2 separate regions of the Macaca mulatta genome follow, and region 1 is linked to region 2. A link is a contact called in public Hi-C data. All regions are on one chromosome and are shown on one strand. The core of a region is the stretch at or near the end of the contact, and the rest is flanking DNA. Distances in the headings are between cores, read along the strand shown. Region 1 overlaps ADGRF5 (adhesion G protein-coupled receptor F5). Region 2 has its middle 37 kb from the start of ADGRF5.

Region 1 (6,262 bases), core at 853-3,352, 140 kb before region 2:
CACTCCCAGAATTCTTGATAGATCCGAGACGTAAATAAAAACAACAACAGTGGTGATTGAGACCTTACAGGAAGCTCACTTAAATGAAGACTGAAGCTGGGGGGTCCACTAGACAGCTAAGTTGATATCTACCTTTAATAAAGCAGCACAGCAGGAATTCTTTGATGCTTCATCAGAGACTTAAAAAGGAAGTAGGCGCACTCTGAAGTTTGCTCAGAGCATTGGTCATTATGTCCTGGGCTGACCCAAGGTAGAATTATAAAGCGAGATGAAGCCTTAACTCCTCCACCCTCTCTGTCACTGTTGTCTTCCCTCTCATTTTGTGCATTTGAAACTCTTCCTGCTATGGAAGCCTACTTTTAAGAAAGTAACTGGCATCAGGTTGCACAGAGAAGCAGTATAAGGTGGTGGATACATGTCCATGTTCTAGGTCAGACACTGCATTTAGATCCTGGTTCTACTGGTCCTCAGCTGTGTGACTGTGGGCAAGTTATTTACCTCTCTGTGCTCAATTTTTTTCCTCTAAAAATGCGAAGAAAAAGAATCTTTAGTTACTTTTGGTTTGGTATACTGTTTAAATGAGATTATATGCATAAAAATCTTAGAACAGCATCAGGTACACAGCAAGAGCTCAAAAAATGTTGGTTAACATAGTTACATAGTTACCAGTCATTTTCATTCGATGGTAAATTTAAGTTACTGTGTTTCTCACCCAGAAGTATATTTGCGTACATTTTCTCTCTTTGAGATTAACCTGAGATTAACCTTGTTAATCTTATCTGTCCTTGAGATTTTGGTTTTTGTAAAAGGAATGTCCAACATGAGGGAGAAGGTGTGAGAGCTATTTCGAGGGGATAGGAGCAACAGGCCAAGGTGTGTGACATCCCCCTCAAACTGGGAAGCTGTCTGCCTCATTACTTAAGGCCAGTTCAGTTTGTCCCTCTACTCCAAGGACCAGCCCTGCTGGCAGTTGGCCCTGTTGACTTCTCCTGGGTCTTCTCGGATCACATGTTAGCAATGTGTGCTCAGAGGCTAGGGTAGGAACTTGCCATCCAGCCTCAGCTGCCGGCTGGACTGTCAGATAGCCCTGGGATAGCTGCAGATTCATCTGCAGATTCTTCATAGATTGAAAATGAAAATCCAGGCCAGCAGTGGCTTTCAATGGATGAATTAGGAAAGGGAATAGGAGACCACCTATGTTAATCCTTTTGCAGCTGCCTTGATGGAAAAACTATTAGGTTCCCATGAAACATGGAAGGCACCCATTTTTCTTCCTCAAACGACCTTCCAGCAGCCTATCTGGAATGGGTGAACTAGATCATTTTCGGGGCTTTCAGCTTTGCTGTTAGTGCCATAAATGAGAGTCAATCAGTGAGGGGGGACAGAGAAAGGAAGGAGCTATCCCAGTGAGTATGCCTCAGAAATGTATGCCTGCCTGTGGATGTGCTAGGCACACTTGTAAACCAGTCTCTGAGACAGGTCTCAATCAACTTAGAAGTTTATTTTGCCAAAGTTAAGAACAAGCCTGGAATAAAGGAACACAGAATCACAGAGACAGTCTGTGGTCTGTGTCTTTCTGCAAAGATATTTTGAGGGATTCAGTATTTAAAGGGGAAAAGTGGAGACGAAAGAGGGAGGGTATGGTCACATCGCTGAATCTATGCCTTGTAGGAGAAAAGGAGCAGCTAGGGGAACAGCCAGTGATCTATTCATCTCAGTAAATTGGCACTTTACATAAAAGGTGAACCTACTGTAGCCATCTGTGGAGATATCTGGCCTTTCATCTAATAGCTATTTGCTTAGCAACAGAAGGAAAAAGCTGTTTCTTGCTTGACTCAGCTTCCATCTTAATTTTTTTCCTTTTTGCATAGTGAATTGGGGGCCCTAAATTTCCTTCGCCTTTCACACACTGAAACTACGTGTGTGAAACTCCCTCCACATTCCTACGTGGCTTTCTGACTACCCTTTCCTCTGCAAGGATCATAATATAAAAGTATTAGGAGGCGGGAGTGAAAGAGATTTTTTTCATTCCTGGTTTCTGTTATCCACTATGCCTTGACCTTCGCTCTGTCCATGTGATCATACTACTTCCTGAACATAGCTCATTGGGCGCGTCATCCGCGGGACTGATTCGGCCTCCCACGCGCTTCCTGAGGCCGGACCGCAACGGGGACACTTCCTTTCAAGCCCACCAGGGGGCGCGCGAGCCTCAGGAGACGCAGGCGGTGGTTGTGGAGCTGCAGTGCTGGAGGCCAGCTGTCACTCCGGCCCAGCTGGAGATTCCTGTCGGGAATGCTTGGGATAGGACAGCTGTGAGGGAGCCCCTGGGGCATGGGAAAACCCTCACAGTTCCAGGAAAAAATAAATAAATAAAACAGAAAACGCGTGCACAGTTTTTCTCGGTTAATCAAAGTCAAATTCCTCTTCCCACAACTGCTGCGGTGCCGGCTGGCTGGCAGGATGGAAGACTCAGGATGGCACCAATCAAAATCCGAAAAAGGCAGGGCCCAAAGTCATTCCTGGGTTTTGTTGTTTAATGTCATCAGAAGTGGGCCGTGACAGCAATCTGCCCACCACTTGCCCAATCAGGTCCTCTTGCCTTTCATGCTGAGAATAAAGCCATTTCCCCCTGTCCAGGATCCTGGGTTTGTTCTGTTTAGGCTTCAATAGTCACTGGCATCCTTCACTTGGCTCTGCATGAGAGAATAAAAACCCTGGGGTGGGAACAGGCTCATGTATCTCCTAACCATGCCCGATGTGTGCGGAGGGACCTGTTGTGGACACTGGTGGCTTTTCAATGTCGTCTCAAAGTTTACAGGTTAAAAGAGAAGGATGCGTGTGTATAAAATCATTTAAGAATAGACAGGACGGCTGTGTCTGAATCGTAGGACACCACGACCAAGGCCCCCACGCCCACCCCTAACACATACAGATGGTATTTGGAGATAAGAACTGGTGTCTGGCACAGAGCGGGCTTCGGGAGTTGTCCCATCTCCCTTCTCTTCTTCTTCTGTCCACTCCATATTCACTAAGAGTGGGAAACTTGGTTTCCATCGAGAATGTGCTAGAGGATAAATAGAGCCCTCACATCCTGTATATTCATCTGTAGGAAATGAGGGCTCTATTTTCAGCTGTCAATGAAAATTCCAAGCCATCCACACACAAATGTTGGAACAGGCATCTCTTTGTTTGCCAGACAATTTGTTTCTGAAAACTTTACTTCAAGGACCCTTGTTTAAACCTTCTATAACGTGATGGATCTTTGCACACGGCTTGGAAGTGCAGATGGCGTGAGGGAAGCCATCAGCCCTGCCAGCCAGTTGAGTTCAGCAGCGAGCTGCTGGCCTCCTCCATGCCTGGAAGATGGAAAGGATAGTTTGCTGTTTGGAAAATGGAGCTGCATTCTGGGTGACATGCAGAAGACTGAGCAGGGCAGCACCACATTGCAAGAAGACACACAATTACTACAAAGATAGCTCAAGAGATCTCATTAGATATTTCATTGTTATAGTATGGAAAGGAAGCATAGCTGTGTGCTGGCATACATGATGCAATTTTAAATCCCAAGTCATAATTTTAGAAACCAATAGAACCTAATATTAACGCTAAACTACCGGGCTCTTGAAATGATGAAACACTATTCCAATTGCCCTTTTAAAAACACAATCAGAAGGTATGTGCCCGGTAAGTTCCACCTTCATTTTGGACACTTGAAGAATCACACTTTTACTGGCCTGGGTCACTGGGTTTCCTCTTTGAGATGAGGAGGCCTTATTTGACTTCACCATCACATGACACAAAATAAATGCATTCCACCTACCTGGCATTTCTAGGACCACCTATTTCTTTTTGTCTTCAAATGATTGTGATTTCCTGCTCCATTCACCTCAATAACTCGCCCACACCTCCTTTCTATATGTACTAATTGCTGTAATCTTTCTCATCTCCATATAACTTTTTTTTTTCTGAAGCATTCCAACATGGATCTTTTTGAAATTCTCTATACAAACCACAAAAGGCTGTGACTTCCCACAGTCTTTCTTAATTTCTGACCTTAGCAACCTACATCCTGAAAACCCCACGGACATTTATTTAACTGTTTCCCCATGTAAACAATAAGAAATGGGGGAGGAGGATGGCAGACATCTGGCTTACTCAAGAAATGATGTGTTAGTCTGGACTTAGAATATTCCCAGAGAATATTCCTGTAATCTGTATTAACTGCTCATTTGTGAATGTTCTAACCTCACAGACTCTGACGCATTAGGACAGAGCCCTTTGCAAGAAACTGACTTAATGGAAAGCTCCTAATGCAAGAAAGTTTAGGCCCAGGGAATGGACTTTATACACTGAGAGATGTCAGAAACACAGGGAAGCACTGGGCACCTTACAAACAAAGTAGATCGCACAACTCAATGTGCCTTCATTCTCAGAAATCTGCTACTAATAGCCTTGTAATCATTGCTGATTGAGAGATGGCAACCTCAGGGCCGAGCAAGGTTCCTGCATTCATAAAATTCTCAGCTTCATAGCTGCTCTTCTACAATTTTGAATTCTACTGTTCATTTTAGGGTGTTCTTGAGAAAGGGTAGTGGCTGGGCTAATGCGTATTGCAGTGGGCAGAAAACCAGCAAGTGTTTCTCCAATTATTTGCTTTCATAGCTTTTCTGGAATTTGGACCCAGTGCTGTGGCTTGAAAGGGTGAAAGCACATGCATGTATGTATGTGCACATGTGCGCATGTGTGTATTTGTGTGTGCTGGGGATAAGGGAATATGCCCCAGTTAACGAGTGGAGCAGTGGGGCAGATCCACATCCTGTGTAACTCCCACAGGCTCCTGCTATAATGAAAGTTCCCTTCAGAGGGTTGAACACAGTGATTCCCCGAGGGATCTTGGCTGAAGTGGGTGGAAGTTCAGCGTTTCTTGTCCCACTGAATTTTTGAGCATGACAACCACATCCTGCTCCCAATACTGTGTGCTTTCCTTGATTGATCATGTCAAGATAGCCCTGCTAACATTGGGCTCCAAGCCTGGCTCGATTCTTCTTGATATAACTTCAGGAACCAAATCAGTCAAAGGCCTTCTTTCTCTAATTCTAATTCTAATTCTAATTCAAGGGATTTCTCCCAACCCAACCTCTGTCTCCATCTTCTTAGTACCAAGCTCTGCCCAAAGTTGATCATTCCTGAAGAATGTGGCATGCACTTACAGCATAACAATGATTTCCTTTAGGGACTTTTGGTAATGCACCATTCATTTGGGACAGGGATGCGACAATTCTCAGGCAAATGTGGGAGTAGATGTCTATGTCATTTGTGAATATGTAGAAATAAAGAATTCATTTACGTTAACTGTCCCACCTCTGCCCCATGCCTCTCCTTCTCTATGAAGAAAAGAGAGGCAGAAGCAGAATTTAAGTAGAATTTAAAATTTAAAATAAAAAGAAGATATGTTAAAGGATTAAAATATTAAAAGAAAACTCCTTTGAACCTCAATAAAGAAATGGCTGTTGAATCTCAGCCTCTTTTGCCCCATCTTCCTAATGGCTGTGCCCATTTATGTTGCCACACAGCCCACATATCCTGAGTAGTCCCACATCTCTATTTTTGTCTCATTTTCCTTTTGGGATAGGACTTCTATTTGCAATGTAGGGTTGCTGTATCAATAGCACATGGTTATTCACTCTAATATGGATGCTATTAACTCTAATATGAGTTAACTCTAATATGGATGCTATTTTCATAAATATTTATATTTTTTAATGAAATACATACACACCAAAAAAAGAAGCACACATGCAGATAATTCACAATCAAATCCTTGGGAAAGGTTCTGCCATTTGTTCAACAAGGTCAAGTGTCATTAGGAGCACAGAACAGCCAAATGTAAAATTTCTTTCCAGGAGCTTTCTGAGTGGTTGGAATAAACACAACTTAGACCATGCAAAGCTCTTAATGTATATTGGTCTGGGAACTTAAAGATGGAAACAGAGAATACATAGGGAGCTATACAACACACCAAGGGCCATTATCCACAGTAACAATAACAGTGACAACAGCAATAATAATGTACAATGCTATAAGATTATTAAAATCTATACTGCACAGAGAAGTACCTGCTTAAAGCCATTAACTATATGACAGGGTCTGTCTTCAGTGCAATGTATCAAATTTGGCAATTGAAGGGTATGTAAAAAATACATTTTTTGCTTTCAAAATGTGGAACAAATATATAAGGCTTTTCTGATAAACTATAAAAATG
Region 2 (7,065 bases), core at 28-2,527:
ATAGGAATGTTTTGTCTGGAAAATCCATGGCCCACTGACCATACTTTTACAAATTTGGGCTTATTTTTTCTTCTGAAAAAGAGAAAGTAAAAAGAAAATTACCGATTGCCTATCATATTACAGGCACCAAACAAGCTGCTTTACCTTTACCTCCATTTAGGTTTCCAAAGAACCCTGCACGGTAAATGTCATCTTTCTCATTTTACAAATAAAAAGGAATAAGATGGCCTGTCCGAGGTGGTCAATAACAGAATTGAGGTTTGAACTCTGTCTATTGTCCCCAAAGACTGTGTTTTCCTCTATGCACATTGCTTTTCAGTAGTAATGATGTTCTATAGAATTCATGCTTTATTATTAACGTTAGTGTCATTAATGTAAATAACAGCCACCATTTGTTGAATGTTTAGTAAATAGCAGTATCCTAAGAATTTTCAGGCTTCTCTCGTGTACTTTCAACAATAACTTTACAGATGAAGTAACCAAACTTTTGTAATGTAACCAAGTTAATATGGTAAGTGTTGGAAGCAGGCCTCAAACCCATAACTTTCTTAACAGTTCTATTACATTTTCTAGAATGCTACCACCCAGCATTAATCACTTCTCTGCTCACATCATTACCAAGACTTTGTTGCTTACTGATGCTCACGGAAGTGTTGTCCATAGAAAATAAGATGGAAACAAGTCCTCACCCCCACCCCCTACTCTCCAGCATAAGGGAGGCTTCCCAGCCTTGCTGATCCTAATCTCCAGCCCTTGGTCTCTAACATTCCCTATCTCAGTGGTTCCCAAATTTAAGCGTGCACCAGAGTCACCAAAGAGTTTGCTAAAATAACAGGTCTCTGGGCCCTGCTCTGGAGTTTCTAATTCAGAAGGTCTGGGGAGAAGTCCAAGAACTGGCATTTCTAATAAGTTCTAGGTGACGCTGATGCTGCTGGCTGGGGAATACTCCCTGAGAACGATTCTCTGATCTAAGAGAAAGCAGGCTATGAGCAATTCATATAACGCAGACTTTCATATGTAAACAATTGTCAGCAGAAATGATAGAAGTGATTTCACGAATGTGACTTTTTAATTTCACCCTTTTAAAATTAGTTATTGGGGAAAGGGTGGCTACATAACATTTCCCACAATGTGGTGAAATAGAAGACAGATGGGGCTGGCTCTCCTGCCCAGCCTACCTCAGGAAGAGAGAGTCACATTATCACCAGCACCAGGCAAAGCTTTCATGCTGCGAAGAATTATCCTTGGCAGTGCCCAGCAGCATGTTGTCATGGAATTCACAGCTGCCTTGCCCATGCCCTGTTCAGGGATATGGCTGAGATCTAAGAACCAGGAAACCTTATCCACAAATCCAGTGTGTCCCTTGGCAGAACATCACACTGAGGAACTCCTTTGCTCTGGTTTCGAGCATCGGGTCAGAATTCCAAAGGGATGTTGCCTCCCATTTGGTTGGCATAATGTAGCTGTTGGCAATGCTTTATCTACAATTTCTATCCAGCAAGATAAGGTCTTGCCAAACCCATTTGGGCTGGTATTCTTCAGTGATAAATTTCTCTTCTCCCAGCGTGATACTCATGAGGAGACCCAGAATTATAGAAAGTCAGAGATAGAAGAGACCTTTAAGCCTATCTAATGAATGTGGATCTGTGGTTTTACAGATGGGAAACTGAAATGCAGAGAGACAACAGGAAGAAGCTAGACCCCAAGCCTCCCAAGGACTCCCTGTCCCACAGAAAAATCTCCCCATTTCCCCACAGGAGCCAATCAAGGAAATACAACTAGGCACGTTTGGTTAAGATCAAGCCAGGTGAAATGTGGACCCCCTATGGGAGAATTCATGGTAATCAGTGAACTAGGGAACTCTTCCCCTATCACTTCTTTTAGTTCTTTGCTCCAGTTTCACCCCTCCTCCACTTTGCCCAGGTTAGCAGGAGACTCTTAGATAAAGGGTATGGAAAAATTACCTCATGGCATGGTGTTAAGAATGTTATGCTGTTAAAAGACAGCCCCAGTGTACAATTTCTCTCCAGAAGGGATACATGTCTATGGATAAAATATGGTCTGTTGCTGCTTCACAAGGTGAGGTCAGTGGGGAGACTTTCCAAACAAGGGAGGGGAGCTTGCTAAGGTAAGCCTGGGCCACGGTGGTGAAGGCTGAAGAGTTAACTGCAAAGCAGCCCTGAGCTTTCCAGGCCAACCCCTGGGGACCTTGCAAATCTCTGTTCTGCATTCAAGTCACTGTTTTATGTTTGTTTGCTTTATTTTGTTCCCTCTACCTTAAGACCTGGGGTACAAAGTGGAATCTGTAAACAGTTTTATGTAATTCATCCATGGAAGTGGAGCTCTAGGCTGACAAAACTATGCAAAATTTTCCAGACTCTTTCTTCCCAAAGTAAGAAGTGAATCCAAAAAGTACAGAATATTTCTAATCTATTTTTCAAGCCACATATTTGAATTAACTCTGTTTTGCCCAAGGTATCCAAGGTATAACCTTTTGATACGACTCAAATATTAAAAAAAAAAACACTGTTTTTCTAGCAGATGAAAATCCCGTGCCACCCATGGCTAATTCCTGCTTTGCTTAAAGCGGTCTTCAGTGTTTACCAGCACACTTGGGCATAAACCCAGGAAACAGAGGCATTGTTTGCCATCAGAAAACAGAGCTATTATAGTCACAGATTCCTAATCTCTTTTATTATACAAACCAAAGCAGCAACAATGCCGATTGCCCCTAATTAGAGTGGTGAGATTAAAACGTCTTTTGCACCCTCAAATTTGAGAGTGAATTTCAGGTGTATTTAAGCTTTAAGGAAGCTGTCCACGATTTATTTCTCGGTCGAAGCCTGCCCCCTGAAGTTTGATAAGGGTAATTACAATATAGGCCTACTGCCTTCTTACAAAATGCAAATTGTCTTTCCACAGAAGAACCACTTGAGGTTGTCGCAAAATGGCTAGGTATTGATGGAATGTATATCAAAATAATAACAGCTATTTATGACAAACCCACAGCCAATATCATACTGAATGGGCAAAAATTGGAAGCATTCCCTTTGAAAACCGGCAGAAGACAAGGTGCCCTCTCTCAACACTCCTATTCAACATAGTGTTGGAAGTTCTGGCCAGGGCATTAAGGCAAGAGAAAGAAAGAAAGGGTATTCAGGTAGGGGAAAAGGAAGTCAAATTGTCCCTGTTTGCAGTTGACATGACTGTATATTTAGAAAACCCCATCATCTCAGCCCAAACCCTCCTTAAGCTGATAAGCAACTTCAGCAAAAACTCAGGATACAAAATCAATGTGCAAAAATCACAAGCATTCCTATACACCAATAACACCAATAACAGAAAAACAGAGAGCCAAATCATGAGTGAACTCCCATTCACAATTGCTACAAAGAGAACAAAATACCTAGGAATCCAACTTAAAGAGATGTGAAGGACCTCTTCAAGGAGAAATACATGCCACTGCTCAACAAAATAAAAGAGGACACCAACAAATGGAAGAACATTCCATGCTCATGGGTAGGAAGAATCAATATAGTGAAAATGGCCATACTGCCCAACGTATTTTATAGATTCAATGCCATCCCCATCAAGCTATCAATAACTTTCTTCACAGAATTGGAAAAAAAAAAACTACTTCAAAGTTCATATGGAATCATAAAAAAGCTTGCATTGCCAAGACAATCCTAAGCAAAAAGAACAAAACTGGAGGCATCACGTTACCTGACTTCAAACTATGCTACAAGACTACAGTAACCAAAACAGCATGGTACTGGTACCCAAACAGATATATAGACCAATGGAACAGAACAGAGGCCTCAGAAGTAACACCACACATCTACAACCATCTGATCTTTGACAAACCTGACAAAAACAAGAAATGGGAAAAGGAATCCCTATTTAATAAATGGTGTTGGGAAAACTGGCTAGCCATATGTAGAAAGCTGAAACTGGATCCCTTCCTTACACCTTATACGAAAATTAATTCAAGATGGATTAAATACTTAAATTTTAGACCTAAAACCATAAAAATCCTAGAAGAAAACCTAGGCAATACCATTCAGGACATAGGCATGGGCAAGGACTTCACGACTAAAACACCAAAAGCAATGGAAACAAAAGCCAAAATAGACAAATGGAATCTACTTAATGATTTGGTGATTATTAAAAGGTCAGGAAACAATAGATGCTGGAGAGGACATGGAGAAATAGGAACGCCTTTACACTGTTAGTGGGAGTGTAAATTAGTTCAACCACTGTGGAAGACAGAGTGGCGATTCCTCAAGGATCTAGAACTAGAAATACCTTTTGACCCAGCAATCCCATTACTGGGTATAAACCCAGAGGATTATAAATCATACTACTATACAGACATATGCACATGTATGTTTATTGCAGCACTATTCACAATAGCAAAGACTTGGAACCAATCCAAATGTCCATCAATGATAGACTGGATTAAGAAAATGTGGCACATTGGCCAGGCGTGGTGGCTCACGCTTGTAATACCAGCACTTTGGGAGGCCAAGGCAGGCGGATCATTTGAAGTCGAAAGTTTGAGACCAGTCTGACCAACATGGAGAAATCCCGTCTCTACTAAAAATACCAAATTAGCCAGCCATGGTTGCTCATGCCTGTATGTCAGCTACTCAGGAGGTTGAGGCAGGAAAATTGCTTGAACCCAAGAGGTGGAGGTTGCGGTGAGCCAAGATCATGCCATTGCACTCCAGCCTGGGCAACAAAGGCAAAACTCCATCTCAAAAAAAATAAAAAAGAAAAGAAAGAAAATATGGCACATATACATCATGGAACACTATGCAGCCATAAAAGGATGAGTTCATGTCCTTTGCAGGGATGTGGATGAAGCTGGAAACCATCATTCTCAGTAAACTATCCCAAGGACAGAACACCAAACATCCCACATTCTCACTCACAGGTGGGAACTGAACAATGAGAACATTTGGACACAGGACAGGAAACATCACACATCGGGGCCTGTCGGGGGCTGAGGGGGTGGGGCAGGGATAGCATTAGGAGAAATACCTAATGTAAATAACGAGTTGATGGGTGCAGCAAACCAACATGGGACATGTATACCTATGTATCAAACCTGCACATTGTGCACATGCACCCTAGAACTTAAAGTAAAACAAATAAACAAACAAATAAATAAACAACAAAGATTTATCGGGGTGTCCAATCTTTTGCCTTCTCTGGGCCACACTGGAATAAGAAGAATTGTCTTGGGCCATACATAAAATACGCTAACACTAACGATAGCTGATGAGCTTTAAAAAAAAAATCGCAAAAAAGTCACAATGTTTTAAGAAAGTTTATGAATTTATTTTGGGCTACATTCAAACCTGTCCTCAGCCACATGCGGCCTGCGGGCAGAGGGTTGAACAAGCTTGATTTAGATATCTTTTGCCATCCTCTCCCCCACCAAAACACTCCCTAGTCTCCACCTTCTCAATATAGTTACATTGTTATTAGTTTGGTTATATCAAAATCATTTCACATTATTGAGATTGTTTATATTCTATTAATAGCTGAGCTAGGTAGTAAGCTTGGTTTTTTTTCTTTTCTGTACAGCTTTTTCTTTCTGTTAGATGTCATATTATTTTCTTTTTCCTTGCTGGAATATATGTGTTCTAATCAAAATTCATCCCCAAACTCTCCTTCCCTAGTAAGTAAACCTCTTCTAAATAACACTCAGATGCATTGTTTTTCTTTTTCTGAGCAATATCCTCTGAAGATCCAGCCTGGATCTCCCCTGTAGCTGCTGTCTGGGAAGTTCCCTTTATCGCCATTAGAAAGATTCTGTTCCCTCTGCTTCCTCTTCTATTACATCCTTTGTTTTGGTGGGGCCATGTCTTCATCCTTCTGGGTTTACTTCCACATGTGGCGTGGCACATTCCTCAACAGTTTTGAGGAAAGGAGGCATTGGAAGGAAATTTATTGAAAACTTCCACACATAAAAATATCTTTATTCTTCTTCACATTTGTTGCTTCTAGGTTGCAATCATTTCTCCTCAACATTTTAATGGGTATTCTTCATTGTTTTCCAGCTTATAATATTACTGTGTAGAGTTCTGATAATATTCTGGTTTTTGAGCTTTTGTATAAAACCTGTTTTTTTTCCCTCTCTGAAAGTGTACAGGTCTTTTTTTTTTGTCTCCTGTGATCTGAAATTTTGCAATGATGTGTCTAACTATGGTTTTACTTTCATCCATCCTACTGAGAATTTGATGGGCAATTTCAATAGAGAATATGATGTTTCTTAGTGATCAACATTTTTTCTCCATTTATTTATTTAATGCCCTTCCTTCTGCTTCTTTCCTCTTTTTTTTCTGCAAAATGTACTCAAGTTTTGAAACTCTTGGTCTTGTCCTCTAATCCTCTCTTTTCTAATTTACATCCATTTTTCTTTAATTCTACTTTCTAGATCATTTCCTCAACTTTATCTTCCAATCCTTCTATTGAAGCATTTTATTAATGATGTTTTAAATTTCAAAGGTATCTTTTGGTTGTCTGTGTGTTCCTTGTTACAACACTCACTTTATAGAGGCAATATCCTGCTTGAGGATAAAACTGATTGTCTCTTAAGTCTCCTGCCTTCTAGTATGATTTTCTCTCCTAATTTGTATTTCTCTGTTTGTTTCTTCATTGTTCTAGGTGAGCTTATACCACAGGACTCAAGGTGAGACCACACTGCCTCTCTCTGCATTTTACTTTTTTCTTTTTGGCCTCTGCGTTTAATACTGGAAGCTTTTGTAAAGTACTTTAACGATTCTAGACTGTTTGCTTTAATTTCAGACTGAGACACTAAAAAGCTGATTTGATGGTTGGATTGTCTGTGTATTAGGTGAGGTATGAGGACTCTTGGCCTTCCTGTAGAATGATTACCTGGAAAAATAATTCCTTAGCAAAGTTCAAAGTCAGTATCTTCAATGTTTCCTCTTGTTATAATCAGATCCTCCAGAGATGCCTATTCAAACTTGACATGGGTTGGTTGTGTCCGTACCCAAACCTCATCTTACATTGTAGCTCCCATAATTCTCATGT

What was found. Hi-C and Micro-C count contacts between places; a contact is called where the count stands out from the background.
Region 1: a contact with region 2 is called in a Hi-C map of liver, with 10 times the contacts expected there. The contact joins two enhancer-like sites. A contact is called at or near these places in 8 of 14 Hi-C or Micro-C datasets (blood, cortical neurons, fetal cortex germinal zone and 4 more).

Annotation. Positions count from the first base shown.
Region 1 is chr4:135,340,176-135,346,437 of T2T-MMU8v2.0, reverse strand. It overlaps ADGRF5 (adhesion G protein-coupled receptor F5), which reads right to left. Exons shown (of 22, transcript XM_077999826.1): 22 at 5,945-6,262. Among named protein-coding and RNA genes, the nearest start is that of MEP1A, 52 kb to the left of the region's middle. Within about 2 kb of position 2,102, at least 8 of the 40 cell types and tissues checked have an H3K27ac peak or open chromatin away from gene starts, as enhancers often do.
Region 2 is chr4:135,197,078-135,204,142 of T2T-MMU8v2.0, reverse strand. No RefSeq gene overlaps it. Among named protein-coding and RNA genes, the nearest start is that of ADGRF5, 37 kb to the left of the region's middle. Within about 2 kb of position 1,277, at least 4 of the 40 cell types and tissues checked have an H3K27ac peak or open chromatin away from gene starts, as enhancers often do.